Regions from separate parts of the Scylla paramamosain genome. Here region 2 is linked to region 1. A link is a contact called in public Hi-C data. All regions are on one chromosome and are shown on one strand. The core of a region is the stretch at or near the end of the contact, and the rest is flanking DNA. Distances in the headings are between cores, read along the strand shown.

Region 1 (5,403 bases), core at 1,241-3,740:
TGATTATGAAACACACAAATAGTGAGAAGGCTTTCTAGTCTTCCCTCACTTCTTTGCTCACCTCAACCTTTTTCCTCTCCATCACTATCCCTCCAACCATTCTATCTCTCTCTCTCTCTCTCTCTCTCTCTCTCTCTCTCTCTCTCTCTCTCTCTCTCTCTCTCTCTCTCTCTCTCTCTCTCTCTCTCTCTCAACGCAGACTTATCCATCCACTAATCCCTCTCCCTCTCCCCTCTTCCTTTCCTTCTTTCTGTCTTTCTCTTTCTCTCTCCCCTTCCTCCTTTCAAGAAAAATTTCATTAAAAGAAGTTGCAGCGGATTCCAGGATTATTATCGGATAAATATAGGTGGAGGATAGTTTTCTTTGGGCTTCATAGAAAATAGGAATGCGTTGTTTGTCAGTACGTCATACGAAGCTGACTTGTGATTGGTGGACGCGAAGTGGAGGGTATCAGTTGTGTTTTCTTACTTACTATGCAAATTGCTCTCTCTCTCTCTCTCTCTCTCTCTCTCTCTCTCTCTCTCTCTCTCTGGAATTTAAGATGAAAGAGTGCGAGTTTTATATCGTGGTAAAGAGGTGATGTGCTATTAAAAGAATCTCTCTCTCTCTCTCTCTCTCTCTCTCTCTCTCTCTCTCTCTCTCTCTCTCTCTCTCTCTCTCTCTCTCTCTCTCTCTCTCGCTCGCTCTCTCTCACCATGCCCTCCCTTTCTTCCCCCTCTCTCCTCTCCTTTTCCTCCCTTCTCTCCGTGCTCTTCCTCCCAACGTGAAGTGGTAGTCCCGTTACGGTCACGGTGGTTACTCTTCCTCCCTCCCTTCCTCCCTCACTCCCTCCCTCCCTCCCTCCCTCCCTCTCCCTCATCTTTCCTCCCTCCATCCCTCCCCATGTCACATCCCCTCTCATCACCCGTCTCTGTAACAGCTGATGAGTCCTGCTACCAGCCATATGGTGGAGAGAGAGAGAGAGAGAGAGAGAGAGAGAGAGAGAGAGAGAGGGCCGGTTCGTGATTCACTTCAGGTGGTGTTGCTCTCCCACTCACCTGGCACTTAACACCTGGCAACCTCTCTCTCTCTCTCTCTCTCTCTCTCTCTCTCTCTCTCTCTCTCTCTCTCTCTCTCTCTCTCTGTAACAATGCATTTTTCCCATCTCTCTCTCTCTCTCTCTCTCTCTCTCTCTCTCTCTCTCTCTCTCTCTCTCTCTCTCTCTCTCTCTCTCTCTCTCTCTCTCTCTCTCTCTCTCTCTCTCTCAAGTTCTTAAAGGTTCTTCATATCAGAGAGAGAGAGAGAGAGAGAGAGAGAGAGAGAGAGAGAGAGAGAGAGAGAGAGAGAGAGAGAGAGGGAGTCAGTCAGTCACAGTCCCAGGGTATTGACCCACTCCGGCGATTCCTCTGACTCACTGCTCTGGTCCCTGACTCACCCAAAAGCACCCGGACGACTCACGCAAGCCTCCCAGACGGTGTAGAGGTGAGTCAGAGCGAGGAAGCGTGAGTTGATGAGGCAGGTAAGCGAGGCAGGCAGGTGTAGGAGTGATGGGAGCCGCAGGTGTCGATATGAGTCAAGCAGATGTGATGGAGGAGGAGGAGGAGGAGGAGGTAGTGGTGATGGTGGTGGTGCTTGGGAAAGATGTGTGTGTGTGTGTGTGTGTGTGTGTGTGTGTGTGTGTGTGTGTGTGTGTGTGTTTAGAGGTGTACGTGAGGAAGGAAGGTGCAAGGGGATGATGATGTGGTGAGAGAGAGAGAGAGAGAGAGAGAGAGAGAGAGAGAGAGAGAGAGAGAGAGAGAGAGAGAGAGAGAGAGAGAGAGAGATGGGTGGTGCTATTCAGAGAGGAGACGTATGTTTGTACGTATGTATACACCCACCCACTCACTTACACTTACTCACACCCACTCACCCACACTCACACACACACACACACACACACACACACACACACACACACACACACACACACACACACACACACACACACACACAGACACAGACAGCACTCACACAGACTCACACTCACACACGATAACCACATCCTCTAGTCTACAGATACTGCTACTGCTGGAGTCGTCTTCTTGTGATCACTCGTAAAATAATCCCTTACGTCATTCACATATGCCTGACTTGAATGTTGGAAGACTATAGAAATTATACAATCGTCATAGAGAGAGAGAGAGAGAGAGAGAGAGAGAGAGAGAGAGAGAGAGAGAGAGAGAGAGAGAGAGAGAGAGAGAGAGAGAGAGAGAAGCGGGTGGTGCTACTGTAACTGAGTGCTTGCCTTCTGACATGTTGACGTTATCAGAGAGAGAGAGAGAGAGAGAGAGAGAGAGAGAGAGAGAGAGAGAGAGAGAGAGAGAGATACATGAACCCACGACCGTGACTCATAGGAGGGAAAATCGTTTCTGGGTCACACACACACACACACACACACACACACACACACACACACACACACACACACACACACACACACACACACACACACACACACACACACACTTCCTTAGGCTGGTCAGCAAAAACATGACGCAGAAAATACGATCTTGTTTGGTTTCTGTGAGTAAATGAGGTAAGAAAGCACTCACTACGGGACAGAGAGAGAGAGAGAGAGAGAGAGAGAGAGAGAGAGAGAGAGAGAGAGAGAGAGAGAGAGAGAGAGAGAGAGAGAGAGAGAGAGAGAGAGTAAAACACACCCTACTACTACCAAACATTGCTTCATCTTATCCAGTTTCTTGTAATCTTCATCCTTCTCCCTTGAGTCACGCGGATAAAATTAACATAGCAAAATACTACGAGCAAATACTTATGAATATTAAAAATTCGCAAGTAAATATAAATAGTTTTCTATATAATGTTGCTTTAATGTCCGTATTTAACACCTGACCTTGCCTTACCTGTATTATGTTGGTAAATGAGAGTCAGGTAATTAGTTCTCCGGTATTTCACGTTTAATTGTAAAGCCATAGGTACACATAAGTAGATTTACCTCCATACATATGCAAATTTAGTCAACAGGTGCGCCAGAGTGATGCGCTGAATAGGTACAGGTATTCAGATATTTATTTAGGTAGATACAGGTAGATATCTGTAAATTGTCTTAGTTTACCTATAACTGTACTTGAGATTACAGACTTCTCAAGACTATTTACAAAGGTGACCATATAAGGAGTACACACACCAGAAACTTACCGTAGCTTTTCTTCTTCTTCTTCTTCTTCTTCTTCTTCTTCTTCTTCTTCTTCTTCTTCTTCTTCTTCTCCTTCTTCTTTTTGGTCAGCTTTCTCAATCTAGTCTTTTCTATAAGGATCTATCCTTTACGCCTCTCTCTCTCTCTCTCTCTCTCTCTCTCTCTCTCTCTCTCTCTCTCTCTCTCTCTCTCTCTCTCTCTCTCTCTCTCTCTCTCTCTCTCTCTCTTATCCCTCCATAATATCATCTTAGGTCTGCCTCATCTTCTGTCTACGTTCACATTCATCATTCTCCTGCTCCTCCTTATTTGGGCCTTCAGTGTTCAGAGGGCTCCCGTCACTCCCCACACTTCCACAGGTACACACACACACACACACACACACACACACACACACACACACACACACACACACACACACACACACACACACACACACACACACTTTGTACGGTCATTATCTGCGGTTTCAATAATCTTTCCTATCACAGATTGTTAATAACTGACTCAATGATTCACTGTTTGCTGTATCTTCCTTATCTTCATTTTCATCACAGTTTTATCTTCTTTTTTTTTCTTTTATTATCGTTACTTAGCTCCTATCTTTCCCTTGCTGATGGTATGTGCGAGAGAGAGAGAGAGAGAGAGAGAGAGAGAGAGAGAGAGAGAGAGAGAGAGAGAGAGAGAGAGAGAGATGTATAATTTAGCAACATTTACAAGATTTAAAAGCCACAAAATGTTTATGCGGAGCGAATTAGCTACAAGATGCGTTATAAGGGTGTTAGTTTGATCTCCCTGAATGTAGCACGTGTGTGGCAGTGCTAGTGAGCTTACAGGGTAACCACTCAAGACTGCAGGGCAAAGCGTACAGGTGATTTAGACCAGTCTTAAAAAATAACTGAGCTGCAGAGAAATAAGACCAAAAATATGCGTCATAAGTTACACGCGTGGAGAAGCCATGCAGGTAACTGAGAGAGAGAGAGAGAGAGAGAGAGAGAGAGAGAGAGAGAGAGAGAGAGAGACTTATAAGGTTGGTCACTGGTAGTTGCTTTAATCTGTATAAGGTTGTGTTGGTCTTGTTTTCTCAAAGCTCCCCTTACTCGGTCTTTCTCGTTCTCACTCTCCTTCCTCTCTCAATCCCTTTCATCCTCCTTGTCCTTATCCTTCACTTCCTCTCTCCTTCCCTCCTTCCTCTCCCTGGTTCACGTAATGTCTTCCTTTTACTCTCATTCACATCCTTCATTCATGCATTATCTGTCCTATTATCCACATCCATTCATTTTTTTTTTATTCTGTAAACACGCCATTGTTTACTCTCATTATATTGTTATCCTTAAATGCCATAATTATTTTTCCTATTATTTCTTATACTTACAAGGCTTCCTGTTTCCTTCTTTCCTTTTTCTCGTCTTTCCTTTTTCTTTTCTTTTTTCTTCTCCTTCACATTTAAGCAGAACATAGTGACCTTTCCCTCCTGACCTTTCTGTGACGACTTATTAATGAATTTCGACATGTATTTATATATATATTTACTACAAGTGAAAGTCTAACATTTGAAGTGCATAATGTTTTTGTCTTTTTTCCCCCTTCCTCTCTATATCAACTGTGCATTTGGTGTGTGTGTGTGTGTGTGTGTGTGTGTGTGTGTGTGTGTGTGTGTGTGTGTTCGCGCAGGTGACTCACAGCTAGTCTAGTATGTGCGACATTTATGGTAGAGAGAGAGAGAGAGAGAGAGAGAGAGAGAGAGAGAGAGAGAGAGAGAGAGAGAGAGAGAGAGAGAGAGAGAGAGAGAGAATCTTAATTACAATTCTAATTAATTTGTTTTTTCCCATCCTGGTGTTTTAATTTCCAAGCACTGTGTGAAATTTCAGAACCAATCATGACGAACAAACATCTGTTGTTCAAGAGAGAGAGAGAGAGAGAGAGAGAGAGAGAGAGAGAGAGAGAGAGAGAGAGAGAGAGAGAGAGAGAGGAAACGGACATACAAATGTTAAATAGAAAAAAAAATCATATTAACATCTTTCCTACCACCATCACCACCACCACTACCAAGATCAAACAAATAATCCTAAACACACACACACACACACACACACACACACACACACAATTTTCCATACCAGCTTCACCTCCCGGATAGGCTGTTTTCTCCTTGAGTTACACAGCAGCTAAATGCATCTCTCACATTAAGGGGATTGGCAAGTTCTGTCTCACGTTCTTGCCTCTCAATGGTC
Region 2 (5,165 bases), core at 224-2,723, 74 kb before region 1:
AAAGAGGAAGTTAAAAGAAATAAAGAAGGGAGATTGAAAAGATGAGGAAGAGAGAGAGAGAGAGAGAGAGAGAGAGAGAGAGAGAGAGAGAGAGAGAGAGAGAGAGAGAGAGAGAGAGAGAGAGAATGGAAAGGAAGAGAGAAAGACAGAAAGAAGAAAGAAATGAGAACCAGAAGGAGGGAAGGTTAGAGAACAAGGGAGAAAGAAATGTAAGCCTGAGAAACGAAGGGAGAGGAAGAGAAAAGGAACAAAGGAAACCAAATGGGAGGAAAAGAGGGGAATTGACGAAACAAAAGGAAAAAAAGAGAGAAAAGAGAAAAGACAAGCAACGGAAAAAAGGAAAACGAAAATAAATGGAAATAGAGGAAATAAGAAAAAATAAAGATTCGTAAATGTGCGGAATAAGGGAAAAGAGAAGGATGATAAAAGTAGGAACAGGGATAAGAGAAAGAGAAAAATAATGAATGAATGGTTATCTTTTGTTTAACTTCCTGAAGGCTGTTTCTCTCTCTCTCTCTCTCTCTCTCTCTCTCTCTCTCTCTCTCTCTCTCTCTCTCTCTCTCTCTCTCTCTCTCTCGACCATTATATTCCCTGCAAGCGTGGGAAAGGAAGGCTTTGGGAAAGGGTAAGGAGTTTAAGAGAGAGAGAGAGAGAGAGAGAGAGAGAGAGAGAGAGAGAGAGAGAGAGAGAGAGAGAGAGAGAGAGGCAGGCAGGCAGGCATTTCCCACCTCCATTGGCAGAGAACAAGCACCCTCACAGTCTCTCTCTCTCTCTCTCTCTCTCTCTCTCTCTCTCTCTCTCTCTCTCTCTCTCTCTCTCTCTCTCTCTCTCTCCTGTCAATCATCATGGCCTTACTTATTCTCCCTTTTCTCTATTTACCATTCCTCCTTTCTTCTACATTTTCTGACCAAAGCGAAAGGAGGAGGAGGAGGAGGAGGAGGAGGAGGAGGAGGAGGAGGAGATGATGGTGGTGATGTTGGCAAGTATGGTGAGAAATGAAGTGCCAAAAATGGTGGTGATGGTGGTGATGGTAGAGTTGGTAGTGATGGTGATGATGGTGGTGATGGTCCTGTAGATATGGGAGAAGAAGAAGAAAAAAATAGAAGAAGAAGAAGAAGAAGGGTTAAAGAAGAGGTAAGGGAGAACTGAGGGGAATGGAGGAAGAGGAGAAGGAGGAGGAGGAGGAGGAGGAGGAGGAGAAGGAGGTAAAGAAGGAGATGGAGGTAATAGTAAAAAGAAAATGTGGTTTGGAGGTTAGGGAGAGGAGGAGGAGGAGGAGGAGGAGGGAGAGAGGGAGGGAGGGAAGAATGTCCTCGTTGGGGGTCAGAGAAGGAGAAGAGGAGGAGGAGGAGGAGGAGGAGGGAAGACCTTGACCGTCAACTTTGAACTTTTGGTAATAGTTTACGGCAGGGTAGTGACACACACACACACACACACACACACACACACACACACACACACACGACAATGCCTCGTCCTCCTTCTTTTGTGAGGCAGGTTGGGGCAGGTATATGAATGACTCTCCCTCCTTACCTCCCTCCCTCCTTCCCTCCTTCCCTCCCTCCCTCTCTCCTTCCTTCCCTCCTTCTGATCATTATCTCTCTCGTGTCTCCTTCCTTCCACAGCCATTCTTCTCCCTCCATTTTCTCTCTCTCTCTCTCTCTCTCTCTCTCTCTCTCTCTCTCTCTCTCTCTCTCTCTCTCTCTCTCTCTCTCTCTCTTCTATTTTCTGTTCCATTGCTTCCTCCTCTCCATTCTTTTATTTTCTTTTATCCTTCCATCTATTTATATTTTTTTCCTTAACTTTTTTATTTCGTTTTTTTTATTTACCTCCTTTCTCCTTCCCTCTTCCCTCTTTATTTTGCCTTCCTACTCTCTCTCTCTCTCTCTCTCTCTCTCTCTCTCTCTCTCTCTCTCTCTCTCTCTCTCTCTCTCTCTCTCTCTCTCTCTCTCTCATTCCCTCCCCACAGCCGTGACAGACATAACATTTACTTGTCCGTAAGAGAGAGAGAGAGAGAGAGAGAGAGAGAGAGAGAGAGAGAGAGAGAGAGAGAGAGAGAGAGAGAGAGAGAGAGGTAAAGCAAAAACAAGACATACAAAATAAAAAAATGTACATCTCAAGTTAAAAAAAATAATAAGTAGAAAGAAATGAAAAAAAGAGGAATTCTATGTATATTTTTACCTCCAAATATTTTTTTCTCGTCGATTCCGAAAAAAAGAAAAAACTAAACCAAACAAAAGCAGGTATATGTCGTGACAAAAGGTGAGGTCGGCGGAAATTTACCTGTACACGAGCTTACCTGAGAGAGAGAGAGAGAGAGAGAGAGAGAGAGAGAGAGAGAGAGAGAGAGAGAGGAGTCAATGGTCAATGTACTGCTTGCCTTTAGTAGGATTTGATGAGTAATGATAATTCTACTCTCTCTCTCTCTCTCTCTCTCTCTCTCTCTCTCTCTCTCTCTCTCTCTCTCTCTCTCTCTCTCTCTCTCTCTCTCTCTGTTTATCAGTCGCATCCTGCTTTTCCATCCTCTGACATCAGTACTCGATAATTTATCAGTCTTCCTTTCAAAAGATAAAAAAAGAAAATGGAATCCGCTATGAGCACTTCGTTGTGTTATCTGCAGCCTTTATTCCATTAGATTATTTCAAAACTTACGGTTCTCCAGCTCCTTCTTACCCCTTCTGTGATGAGTAGAGATGAGTATAGGTTGAGTTGTAAAAGTTGCTATTTTGCTGAAATGGTTTATTCTTTTAATGTTGAACTATTTATTTATTTATTACTCAATAAGACTTCTCCTTCTGTGATGAGTAGAGATGAGTACAAGTTGTTTTGAGTTATTTTCTGTCGTGGCCAAATAAATGGTTTATCTTTTTATTGCCGAACTATTTATTTATTTATTTTTCTATATTCTTTCTTCCATGATGGTTAGAGATGCCAGCAAATTGTTATGAGAGTTATTTTCTTTATCTTGGCCAAATGGTTTATCTTTTTAATGACGAATATATTTTCTATCTTTCTCCTATAATATTCAGCTCCTTTGACACTAAATTCTCCGCTACAGTCTCTTGAATACTTATGTGCCCTATAAAAAGACAAATTACCTCATATTTTCTTTTTTTGTGAGTTCATGCAAATAATTTTTACAGTGTTCCGAATTTGAATTAAAGGCGAACATAGCAGTAGAAACGCTAGTCTTACATGAATAAGTTGATTATTGAAATACTGAAATCGAATGGAGGAGAATTGCGTGTATATTATATTGTTATTCTTGATTTGCTGTAGTTGCAGTACCTAACTAGCCTGGGCAGACCTTGCTTCCGGAGCACAAAAGTATATGAATTAAATTTTACACACTATATAATATTAGTGTAAAAACTAGCCTAATCTCTCATAATATACCTTAACTAACCTAACCTAACCTAAAATACCTTAACTAACCTAACCTAACCTAAAATACCTTAACTAACCTAACCCAACCAAACCTAACCTTTCCTAATCTCATCGAACCTAACCTAACATAACCTAATCTCAACAAACCTAACTTAATCTAACCTAATCTAACATAACGTAGCGTAAACTAATCTTACGTAACTTAATCCAGCCTATCTTAACATAACCTAGCTAAACATACCTTAACCTAACATACCTTGACCCAACCTAACCTAACCTAACCTAACCTAACCTAACCTAACCTAACCTAGCTAAACATACCTTAACCTAACATACCTTAACCCAACCTAACCTAACCTAACCTAACCTAACCTAACCTTAACCCAACCTAACCTAACCTAACCTAACCTAACCTAACCTAACCTAACCTTAACCTAACCTAACCTAACCCAACCTAAGCTAACCTAACCTAACCTAACCTAACCTAACATACCTTAACCTAACCTAACATACCTTAACCTAACCTAACCTAACCTAACATACTTTAACCTAACCTAATCTACCTTAACCTAGCCTCACCTAACATACCTTAACCTAACTTACGTGGCACACAAAAATTATATCTCTTTTAAAACCTCGCACACTACACATATTGTATCATCGCTTCCCTCACACTGCGCATTTGTCAGTGAGTGTTTCCGTGGTGGGACAAATGAGCACTTATATCTGATAATCTTGCGGAGCTGTACAAATTTATAATAGGAAATGAGAAGAGGAACAAAATATATCGCTTTATATTTAATCTGATAAACATAAGGTGCAATAGTTAGATGATGATGCTTCAGTGTCTTGTCTCTTTCCACTCCCAGCTGTTTTATTATTGTCTTTAATTTTACGCTTGGTCAAGATAATGTACCTTCACACACACACACACACACACACACACACACACACACACACACACACACACACACACACACACACACACACACACACACACACACGAGAGGCTTAAGGAGGTGGTTCTAAAAAGGTAGAAGCAGGAGGGGGAGGAGGAGGAGAAGATGGAGGAGGAGGAGGGACGACCTTGGACTTAAAGGATACGGGAGAGGTTGAGGGAGAGAGCCAAGACTATCTCTCTCTCTATCTCTCTCTCTCTCTCTCTCTCTCTCTCTCTCTCTCTCTCTCTCTCTCTCTCTCTCTCTCTCTGAAAATACTTTTGTGGTTTTGTGTTTTTTGGTCACAATTCCTCTTTTTTATTTTATTGTTGCTGCTGTTGTTCTTGTTCTTTCTTTCTTCCTCTTCTTCCTCTTCTTTTCTTTTGTTTTCTTCTTCTTCCTCATTATTATTATTATTATTATTATTATTATTATTATTATTAGTAGTAGTAGTAGTAGTAGTAGTAGTAGTAGTAGTAGTAGTAGTAGTAGTAGTAGTTTTTAATGTGATTTGTGGCAGTAAGCTCGTCAGGAATATTAATAAACTTCATAAACAACACTTGGCAACCCACATTCCTCCACCACCTCTCTCTCTCTCTCTCTCTCTCTCTCTCTCTCTCTCTCTCTCTCTCTCTCTCTCTCTCTCTCTCTCTCTCTCTCTCTCTCTCTCTCTCTCTCTCCATATACACACATTTATATAATCAGTCCCTCATCACTTCAGTTTGAGCAAATTCCACACACAGTAACCACTAACACACACCTGCACACACCTGCCAATTAACACCACTGCCCCTCTCGGTACCCAGGTAATACTAGGGGTGTTGATTGCTTGCCAGGTGA

Evidence for each region. A called contact is a pair of places that touch in the nucleus more often than the background predicts.
Region 2: a Hi-C map of testis shows a contact between it and region 1, with 2.4 times the contacts expected there. The contact joins two enhancer-like sites.

The regions. Positions count from the first base shown.
Region 1 is chr13:22,670,443-22,675,845 of ASM3559412v1, reverse strand. All of the region lies in intron 1 of LOC135106523 (thymosin beta-like), which reads left to right. Among protein-coding and RNA genes, the nearest start is that of LOC135106523, 20 kb to the left of the region's middle. Within about 2 kb of position 2,490, the one cell type or tissue checked has an H3K27ac peak away from gene starts, as active enhancers do.
Region 2 is chr13:22,743,294-22,748,458 of ASM3559412v1, reverse strand. No RefSeq gene overlaps it. Among protein-coding and RNA genes, the nearest start is that of LOC135106523, 53 kb to the right of the region's middle. Within about 2 kb of position 1,473, the one cell type or tissue checked has an H3K27ac peak away from gene starts, as active enhancers do.